3 separate regions of the Macaca mulatta genome follow, and regions 1 and 2 are each linked to region 3. Evidence: chromatin contacts called from public Hi-C data. All regions are on one chromosome and are shown on one strand. The core of a region is the stretch at or near the end of the contact, and the rest is flanking DNA. Distances in the headings are between cores, read along the strand shown.

Region 1 (2,811 bases), core at 86-2,585, 150 kb before region 3:
AGTACTCACAATAGGGCTTGTTTACATAGGCATTCCATTAAAATTCTCCATGCATTCATTCTATTTGCACCCATTTCTTTCAAAAAAGTCCATATGAAATTAAAATCAGTTCCTCTGCTTGGCATCTCGTTTACACTACACCGAAATTAAACCCCACTAGGAGATCACGTAGATTACGGGGCCAAGGGCCCGCCCGCTGACTAGGTTTTTACTCGCGTCTGCATGCCCCAGGTCCCCTCCGATTGTAGTCCTGGGGCAGGACCAAGCAAAAAGTCCCGTAAAGCTGGCGTGTGCCCCACTCCGCCAGGAAGCCCCGCCGACGTCCTGTGTTTAAATGTTCTGACACACCCCAAACGCAGTTGTTTTTAAAGGCTGTCTGTGGGACCTATGCGTTGGCAGGCAGATGCCGTCCCGCATCCCTTCCCCCTAAATGACATAGAAGATTCCAGCGCAGGGGAAGGGCCACGAAACCCGCAGGGCACACGACGCCGGGGGCCGGAGGAAGCACCGCCTACCTCCCCGATCAGCCCCGCGGTGCCGGACGAGCCCGAGGGCCCGGCAGGAGGCGGGCGGCAGCCCCAGGCGAGCTCGGAGGCGGCGGGAACGCCTTGCCGCGCATGCCGGGAGACGCCCGCCGCCTGCCGCCTGCCGCCCGCTGCCCGCCGGGACGCGCAGTCCTGCAGGCCTCGCTCCGGGTCGTCCGAAAAAAAGGAACCGCCTGCTGCTCCTTTGCAGGGGCGCGAGGAGCCGCACTCGGACCGCCGGATGGGTAAAAAGCCGGTGTGGCCGGGCGGAGCTGCCCCTCCCCGCGGGGAGGGCGGCCGGAAGGACCGAGCCGCCTCCCCTGCCGGGTCCCATTCAGACGCGGGGCGCAGAGACTGGCTCCCCAGGCTTCCCCTTTAAGGGGGGCGGGGCGAGGCCTGCCGTTTGGCCGCCCCCGACACCCTCCCCCCCTAGCCCGGAGCCGGCAGACCAATCGCCCGGGCGGCAAAGCGAAGGCGGGAGAATGCGAACCCTCCGGTAGGCGGTAGGGGCGGGCCCCGGCCTTATTGGGATCGAGCGCTGCGCAGGCGCAGAGGCGGCCGCGGGCGGAGGGGCGGGGGCAGGCCAGCGGGAGGCTCCCCGTCAGGCACGGAGGGTGACTGGGGACAGGCAGGCGGCGACGGGCTTGTCATGGGGATCCGGGCTGCGAGACGGCACTGGTAGCATCTGGGGACTCCGAGGGGGACAGGAAGTGTCAGCGTCCGGGACCCCGGCGCCGGCCCCGCCGAGGGGATCCCCACTGCTCCGGTCCTGGAGCGGGAGGGGAGAAAGGAGGGAGCCCCAGTTTCGCCCCGCCCCTGGGCTGGTGCTGCGGGGGCGGGGAGTGAGGGCTGCTCTGGGGGGAGTGGAGATCGGGGAGCGCGGCCGTGCCCTCTCGAGCGGCTGCGGGGTCCCCGCGGCGCCGGGCTGCTGAGCTGAGGGACCGCGGCGGCCGCGGCCGGTGCATGTGCGGCTGCTGGATGCGGAGGCGGCGGCGACGGCGCGCATCGGCAGGATGTTAGGGCAGCAGCAGCAGCAACTGTACTCGTCGGCCGCGCTCCTGACCGGGGAGCGGAGCCGGCTGCTCACCTGCTACGTGCAGGACTACCTTGAGTGCGTGGAGTCGCTGCCCCACGACATGCAGAGGAACGTGTCTGTGCTGCGAGAGCTGGACAACAAATATCAAGGTAGGGGCCGCGGGGCTGCCGGCCTCGGGAGCCGGTGGCAGGGAGCCTGCCGGGGCAGTGCCACCTTCCCTTTCTCCCGTGACAGTCTCCCCGAGCCCACCGAGGGTCTGCCGAGCGGGACGGGGAGGACTGGAGACTGGGTTCGCGGCCCTCCTTGCCCCGCGGTGGGCGAGTACTTCTCTGGGGTCCCCGGAGTGGGGGTGGGGGCTGTTCGTCAGCCCCCGCTGCAGACCCAGCGGCTGCAGCTGCCGCGGAGGGGAATCAGCCATTTTAAGCAGCAAGCATTTGTTCAGGCGCTCGCCTGCCCCGTGCCGCAGACCCTGCCGCCCCGGCCCAGGACTGCAGCCGGGCAAGGGCCAGAGGGAGTGAGCGGCCGGGCTCCCGCTGGTCTGCGGGGCGCACTTCCCCACCTCACTCGCCCCCACCCCGGAGTGCGGGTGCTTTGGAACGTGCGGGAGGGAGGGGGCGAGAGGCCGCGGAGGCAGATTGAGGGGGCCTTCCTCCGCGCTCCTACCCCGGCCGGGAGGAGAGCAGTCCGTTCCGCTCTCTGCCCCGGGAAAGTTCTCGGCCGCCCCGAGCCGCAGCCCTAGCCCAGCTCTTTCGGCAAAATGGTTAAGAGGGGAGGGGTCCCCCGCGAGAGAGGAAGAGAGGGGCGTGTGTGGCGGGGAGGGCCCCCGCGCCGGGGGCGGGGCCTGCGGGTGTGACGTGGGAGTGGGCGGGGCGCGGCGCGCGTTCCCGCGGGCCTGGAAAATGGCTGGTTGCGAGAGGGGCGGCGGCGAGCCGGCTGCTGGGGAGGGAGTCGAGGCTGTGCGAGGGCGTTGGTTCGGCCCCAGCGGAGTCCGAGTCGGGGTTTGCAGCATGTTTTGCGGTGATGTTTCCAATCTCTTTCCCAACCAATGGATCAGGACGGAGATTAGCAGCTCAGAGGGTCTCGGACCCTGGCTCCGCGTAGGTTCCGGGACATGTGTCACTTCCGGGCTTCAGGAGGAAGTGGGTTGGTTGACTGGGCAACCGCCTGGCGTCCCCAAGCCCCTCCTTCTCCGACTTTTAAGTGTTAAGGCGAAACCACCCTTTACGGGCCGACCCGGGAAGCCGGGACAGA
Region 2 (3,132 bases), core at 386-2,885, 180 kb before region 3:
CCACTTAAGAGGTAAATTTTATTCTTTATTGTTAATCTCAAAAGTAATATTTTATGCCTAAACAGGCCTATAAAAAAGATCAAGAAACAATCATTTTGTAATGGCTGGGCTTATATGTGGGTCTGATAATGTCACTCAATAGAAAATATGTTTCAGCCGGGTGCAGTGGCTCACGCCTGTAATCCCAGCACTTTGGGAAGCTGAGGCGGGCGGATCATGAGGTCAGGGGATCGAGACTATTCTGGCTAACATGGTGAAACCCCGTCTTTACTAAAACTACAAAAAAAAAAAATTAGCTAGGCATGGTGGTGGGCGCCTGTAGCCCCATCTACTCGGGAGGCTGAGGCGGGAGAATCTTGTGAACCTGGGAGGCAGAGCTTGCAGTGAGCCAAGATTGCATCACTGCACTCTAGCCTGGGTGACAGAGCGAGACTCTGTCTCAAAAAAAAAAAGAAAAGAAAGAAAGAAAAGAAAAGAAAATGTTTTTCAAAGTAATATAAAATTGTGTTTTAGAATTGATTTTTATTAATATTGCTTTGATTTATGGTTTTAGTAACCTTACTATTCAACATTGCCAATAACAGTAATTTAAGTCTATTTACAACCTTAATTTAATTCCATCTACTGAGACCACCCTTAAAAAATTAAATCCCGGCCGGGCGCAGTGGCTCACGCCTGCAATCCCAGCACTTTGGGAGGCCGAGGTGGGCGGATCACGAGGTTGGGAGTTCTAAACTAGCCTGACCAACATGGTGAAACCCTGTCTGTGCTAAAAATACAAAATTAGCTCGGCATGGTGGCAGGTGCCTGTAATCCCAGCTACTCCGGAGGCTGAGGCAGGAGAATTGCTTGAACCCAGGAGGCGGAGGTTGCGGTGAGCCGATATCGCGCCACTGCACTCCAGCCTGAGAAACAAGAGCGAAACTCCGTCTCAAAATAAAATAAAATATTAAATCCCAATTTTGGCTTAAGCCAGTTACTTATTTTTTTTATTTTTTTATTTTTTTTGAGACGGAGTCTCGCTCTGTCGCCCAGGCTGGAGTGCAGTGGCCGGATCTCAGCTCACTGCAAGCTCCGCCTTCCGGGTTCCCGCCATTCTCCTGGCTCAGCCTCCCGAGTAGCTGGGACTACAGGCGCCGCCACCACGCCCGGCTAGTTTTTTGTATTGTTAGTAGCGACGGGGTTTCACCGTGTTAGCCAGGATGGTCTCGATCTCCTGACCTCGTGATCCGCCGGTCTCGGCCTCCCAAAGTGCTGGGATTACAGGCTTGAGCCACCGCGCCCGGCCGCCAGTTACTTATTTTGTTTTAAAATTTTATGGAAAAGAAAGATTCATCTCAAGAAGGGAAAGCTAAATATAGTGGTTTTGTAAAAAGGAAGTTTGGCTAAAAAGGAATTGTTTGTTTTAAATGGAAGGAGGAGGAACTATTCTCGCACATGTCCATGTAACCCTTTTATTCGTAGGCATTTTTATTAAGACTTTCAGACCCACTTGGATAAAGTTTTTAAAAATCAAATATGACATTTAAAAGAAAGAAAAACGTATTTCTCTTATCTATACCACTAATACCCTTTAACATCCTTAATATCCTTTGTGAGGAAGGGGAACTGCAGTCACACAGAGCCGTGGTTCCCAGCCCACAGCATTACCAAGGAGGGTTTAGGCTCCCAGTGAAGGGATCCTTTAGCCACCAGGGGGCAGCACCAGGGCACTTATTTCTCAGGGAATAAACAAAAAGAAGGAAAAAGTTACCTTATTCCACAAATACGTATTGGATATCGTATGTGCCAAACACCTGAGGAATTTACATTTACGGGGGCAATGGAATGGTGATGACGGGTATCAAAAGCAAAGTTGCCTACCTCCAATTTTACGAATACCTCATTAGCATTACCTCTCTTCCAAACACCCATGTTGGCCTTTCAACAAATATATTTTTCACTTCTTTCTCACTTCTAGGCCCTCCTCCTTTTAAGAATCCCACTTTGGGATGGATAATAGTTCAGGTGAGGCTCTGATCATTTCCTAAGTGGAACAAAAAATTGTCACTACTGGTCACTCCTTTCTCAAAATTATAGACACTATGTCAGACTTTTTTCCTACCAGTGTCATTATGTAAATTTCATTTTTCCTTCTTTTTTTTTTTTTTCTCTTGGCCTGAAAAGCCTAAATTATTTATCATCTGGTCCTTTACAGAAAAAGTTTGTCAACCCCTTGATCTGCCCCACCATCTTCTCTTCTTTGCACAACAAAAGATTCCAGGCCGTGTGTCTGCTTCTTGAACCTCCTGGCCTCTTTTCTCATCCTCAGTCTTTGCCTTCCTCAGGACTTTCATACTTGCTGCATCCTCTATCTGGAATGCCTTTAGAGGCTCATTCCCATCCCTTAAATCTCATCTCCAACACCACTACCTAGAGTAAATATTCCCCTCTCTAGTTACTATGTCACGAAATCACCCTCTTTATTTCCTTCATAATTATCTCACTTACTGTCTATTTCCTTCAGCAGAATGGAAGCTCCATGAGCTCAGGCACCTCACTGTCTTTTTCAACAGTGACTAGCACATAACAGGTGCTCAATATTTTTTGTTTAAATTGTGGTAAAACATACATAACAAAAGTTACCATTTTAAGTATATAACTCAGCCGTGTTATGTACATTCAAATTGTTGTGCAACCATCACCACCATCCATCTCCAGAACTTTTTATCTTCCCAAGCTAAGGCTCTCGGCCCATTAAACAATAACTTCCAATTGCATCCTTCCCTATCCGCCCTGGTGACCATCATTCTGCACTCTATGAATTTGGCTACTTCATGTCCCTCAAATAACTGGAATCATACAATAGGTGTCCTTTTGTGGCTGGCTTATTTTCCTTAGCATAATATCTTCAAGGTTTATCCATGTTATAGCATGTAGCAGACTTTCCTTCCTCTTTTTTTTTTTTTTTTTTTTTTTTTTTGAGACAGATTCTGGCTCTGTCGCCCAGGCTGGAGTGCAGTGGCACGATCTTGGCTCACTGCAACCTCTGCCTCCAGGGTTTAAGCGATTCTCCTGCCTGAGCCTCCCGAGTAGCTGGGATTATAGGTGCCCGCCACCACGCCCACCTAATTTTTGTATTTTTAGTAGACG
Region 3 (2,757 bases), core at 37-2,536:
TGTCAAACTGGAGATTCCTGGGCCCACCACAGAAATTCTGATTCAGTAGGTCTGGGGTGGAGTGCAGGCATCTTGTTTTCTAGCAACGATCTAAATGGTTCTAAGGTAGGGAACTCTGGTCAAACTCTGAGAAATATTACACTGTATGTTCTTTGCTTTGCAGGGAGACAAAGCTATTAATGCATTCACTTAGAAATTTACCTGGCAAGAATATTTTAGAAGAGATTCAGATATCAGCTAGCTAGCTTGTTGAACTTTGGGTTCTTTAAAGGTTACCTTCCAATCCAGAGATTCTATTACATTTATCATGTAAAAGTAGTAAGTTTCAAGCATTATACTTTAAATTAACAGTGAACTTATCTACCACCCAGTAAAACCTGGTTTCTAGTCCCGATTCTACCACATACTTACCGTGCAGCCCTGCGGCTATCATCTACCTACCTATCAAAGTTAGAAGGTTCCCCTACAGATGGCCTGTGGCACCCACCCCCAACTCTAATATTGCATGATTCAATGTCAAAATGGCATCTCACCAGGAAATATCTGAGCATAAACTGTAAGTTCAGGTGGTACATGAATGCTCAAAACACAAGGGTAAAAGATTTCCCCAAACAATATGGACAGAAGCACCATTAACGTCATTTTCTTCCATGAGAAATGTAACTAACTTAATTAGCCCTCTACTAGCCAAGAGATTTAAAAAGGTGACCAGACTAAAATTTAAAGGTGATCAGCCTAACTCAGTAAACAGGCACTGAACACATGGGATTCAAGGAGAGCCAAGAGCACTGGATCGTGCACCAAGGACGCTCATCCCTGTTATCAAGGAAACTAGGGGAGACTCTAGGATTTGCAAACATGAAAAATGAGGGGGGAAGAGAGGCAGAGGCGGACTCCTGCCCATTCACGCGCGCTTGGGTGGGACCCCGGTGAACTCGGGGCACCCCGGCCGGCTCCGAGGGCGCAGGGCACGTGCCGGGCAGCCCGTCCGGGCACCAGGTCTCACCGGTCCCCGGGGCTGCGCGCCGCGCCCGCGCTGGGAGAGGGCCCTGAGCCGGGTGGCTCACCTCCTGGTCCTCGTTGGCACTCATCGCGCCGGTCGCGGGGCGCCTCCTGAGCGGACGGCTTTCCCAACAACGAAGAGACAGCGGGGGCAGCGGCCCACAGGCCGGGCGTCCCCCTTTGGCGCCTCGGTTGTGGCGGCGGCAGTCTTCGCACTGGCAGACGCCAATCGCGTGCGCCCCGGGCCTCGGCAGCGCCCAGCCGCCGGCAGTGGGCTGTGGGCTCGGGGCAGGAGCCGCGGCTGGTGGGGCCTGGAAGTGCAGCGTCTTCCTGACGCTCGGAGGAGCGGCGTAAAGTTCCGGGACAGCGATTGGTGTAGAGCGCTGTCACTCAGGCCCAGAAAGTGCTTCCTGTGCTGGGGGAGGTGGGTACAGGGAAGTCTCGCCTGTTGGAGCTGGCTGTGGGGCTGCAGCGGTGGGGACGGGCCCCGGCGTTCTGTGACATCCCCCCGCCTCCCCTCGTCTTGTCCCGGCTGGCGGCGACAGGCCTTAGCTGCAGCGGGCCCGGGGCGTGGGGCCTGGGTGAGTCCGGGCCGGGAGACCCGCGGGGCCAGGCGGGATCGCCGAGGAAGAGAGCTAGCTCTTAACAATGCTGGTTTGGGGGCCTGCGTTTTGCAATCCCGTCGACGAGTGCAATCCTGGCACTTCTCTTTTAGACCCAAGGAAAGACGCACCCATTTCTGGGGCCTCCCAGGTTTAAGACAGGGGAATAAGAGGAGGAAGATATCTGCCTTTAGGGACTGCAATGTTATTCCTCTGCCTTTCCTCACCGGAGCTACCAGAGCAGATACTGCGACCAGGGGGGCGGTGTTTCTCCTAGGTTGGGTTGTTTTTTTCTCATCTTTAACATCGAAATATCATTTCGTCCCCACACTGTCGTTCCTCCTTTGTTCGTTTTGTAGTTGAACATCTCTCAATCCCATTCTCAGGAGCCTTGTGTCCTACACCCTGAACTTCCAGTTAGTTAAAAGGAAAAAAAAGCAACCACATTAGGTTTTAGGGTTTTTTTAGTTCCCAGTTTGATTGGGCCACTTTTCTTACCTCTCACGCTAGTTTCCAGTTTACTTCCCTTGCATTACTGGATCTCCCATTCATTATTCACCTTCTATAGTTGCGCTTCCTTTCATGTATAGTTTCGTTGGTTGCTCCACTGGCTTCTTCCAGGATAGCTGAAAATTTCTCCTTCCAGCCTGTCATTGAGATCCTTTCAATCTGCGCCTGTGCGTATCGGTGTTCTCATTCAAATTCCTTTGCTGCAAAATAAGCACGACCATTTCAAGTGCCATGGGAGAACGTGGCAATAATTTCTGTTACAATTTTCATGCCGTGATTTTGGAACAGATTTCCCATAATTTAGATCTCTGCTGTCCAGTTCTGTAGCCGGTAGCTACATCAGGCATTTGAAATAGGCTAGTCTGAATTGAGTTGTGCCGTGAGTGTAAAATACACACCAGATTTTGAAGATTCAGTGCAAAAAAAGGTAAAATATGTCATTAACTTCTATATTAGTGTCAGTATGATAATATTTTGGACATACTGTACTGCCTTAAGTTGAATATTATTAAAATGAATTCCATCCACATTTTACTTTTTAATATGACTGCTAGAAAATTTTAATTTATTTATGTGACTCGTATTTGTATTGGATGACACAGTCATTTTTAGTTCCTCTTATTTCAGCTCCATATTCAAAGAC

Evidence for each region. A called contact is a pair of places that touch in the nucleus more often than the background predicts.
Region 1: a Hi-C map of fetal cortical plate shows a contact between it and region 3, with 2.6 times the contacts expected there. The contact joins the promoter of ING2 here to the promoter of RWDD4 in region 3. A contact is called at or near these places in 4 of 14 Hi-C or Micro-C datasets (CD4 T cells, fetal cortex germinal zone, fetal cortical plate and 1 more).
Region 2: a Hi-C map of fetal cortex germinal zone shows a contact between it and region 3, with 3 times the contacts expected there. The contact joins the enhancer-like site here to the promoter of RWDD4 in region 3. A contact is called at or near these places in 6 of 14 Hi-C or Micro-C datasets (CD4 T cells, blood, cortical neurons and 3 more).

What each region holds. Positions count from the first base shown.
Region 1 is chr5:191,949,973-191,952,783 of T2T-MMU8v2.0, forward strand. ING2 (inhibitor of growth family member 2) reads left to right here and starts at 1,336. Exons shown (of 2, transcript NM_001193975.2): 1 at 1,336-1,709. The coding sequence starts at 1,538.
Region 2 is chr5:191,918,541-191,921,672 of T2T-MMU8v2.0, forward strand. No RefSeq gene overlaps it. Among named protein-coding and RNA genes, the nearest start is that of CDKN2AIP, 28 kb to the left of the region's middle. Within about 2 kb of position 1,636, at least 3 of the 40 cell types and tissues checked have an H3K27ac peak or open chromatin away from gene starts, as enhancers often do. A contact at or near this core is called in CD4 T cells and fetal cortex germinal zone, where this site is marked.
Region 3 is chr5:192,098,430-192,101,186 of T2T-MMU8v2.0, forward strand. It overlaps RWDD4 (RWD domain containing 4), which reads right to left and starts at 1,287. Exons shown (of 8, transcript NM_001257574.1): 1 at 1,068-1,287. The coding sequence starts at 1,091. It overlaps TRAPPC11 (trafficking protein particle complex subunit 11), which reads left to right and starts at 1,429. Exons shown (of 31, transcript XR_013417390.1): 1 at 1,429-1,583.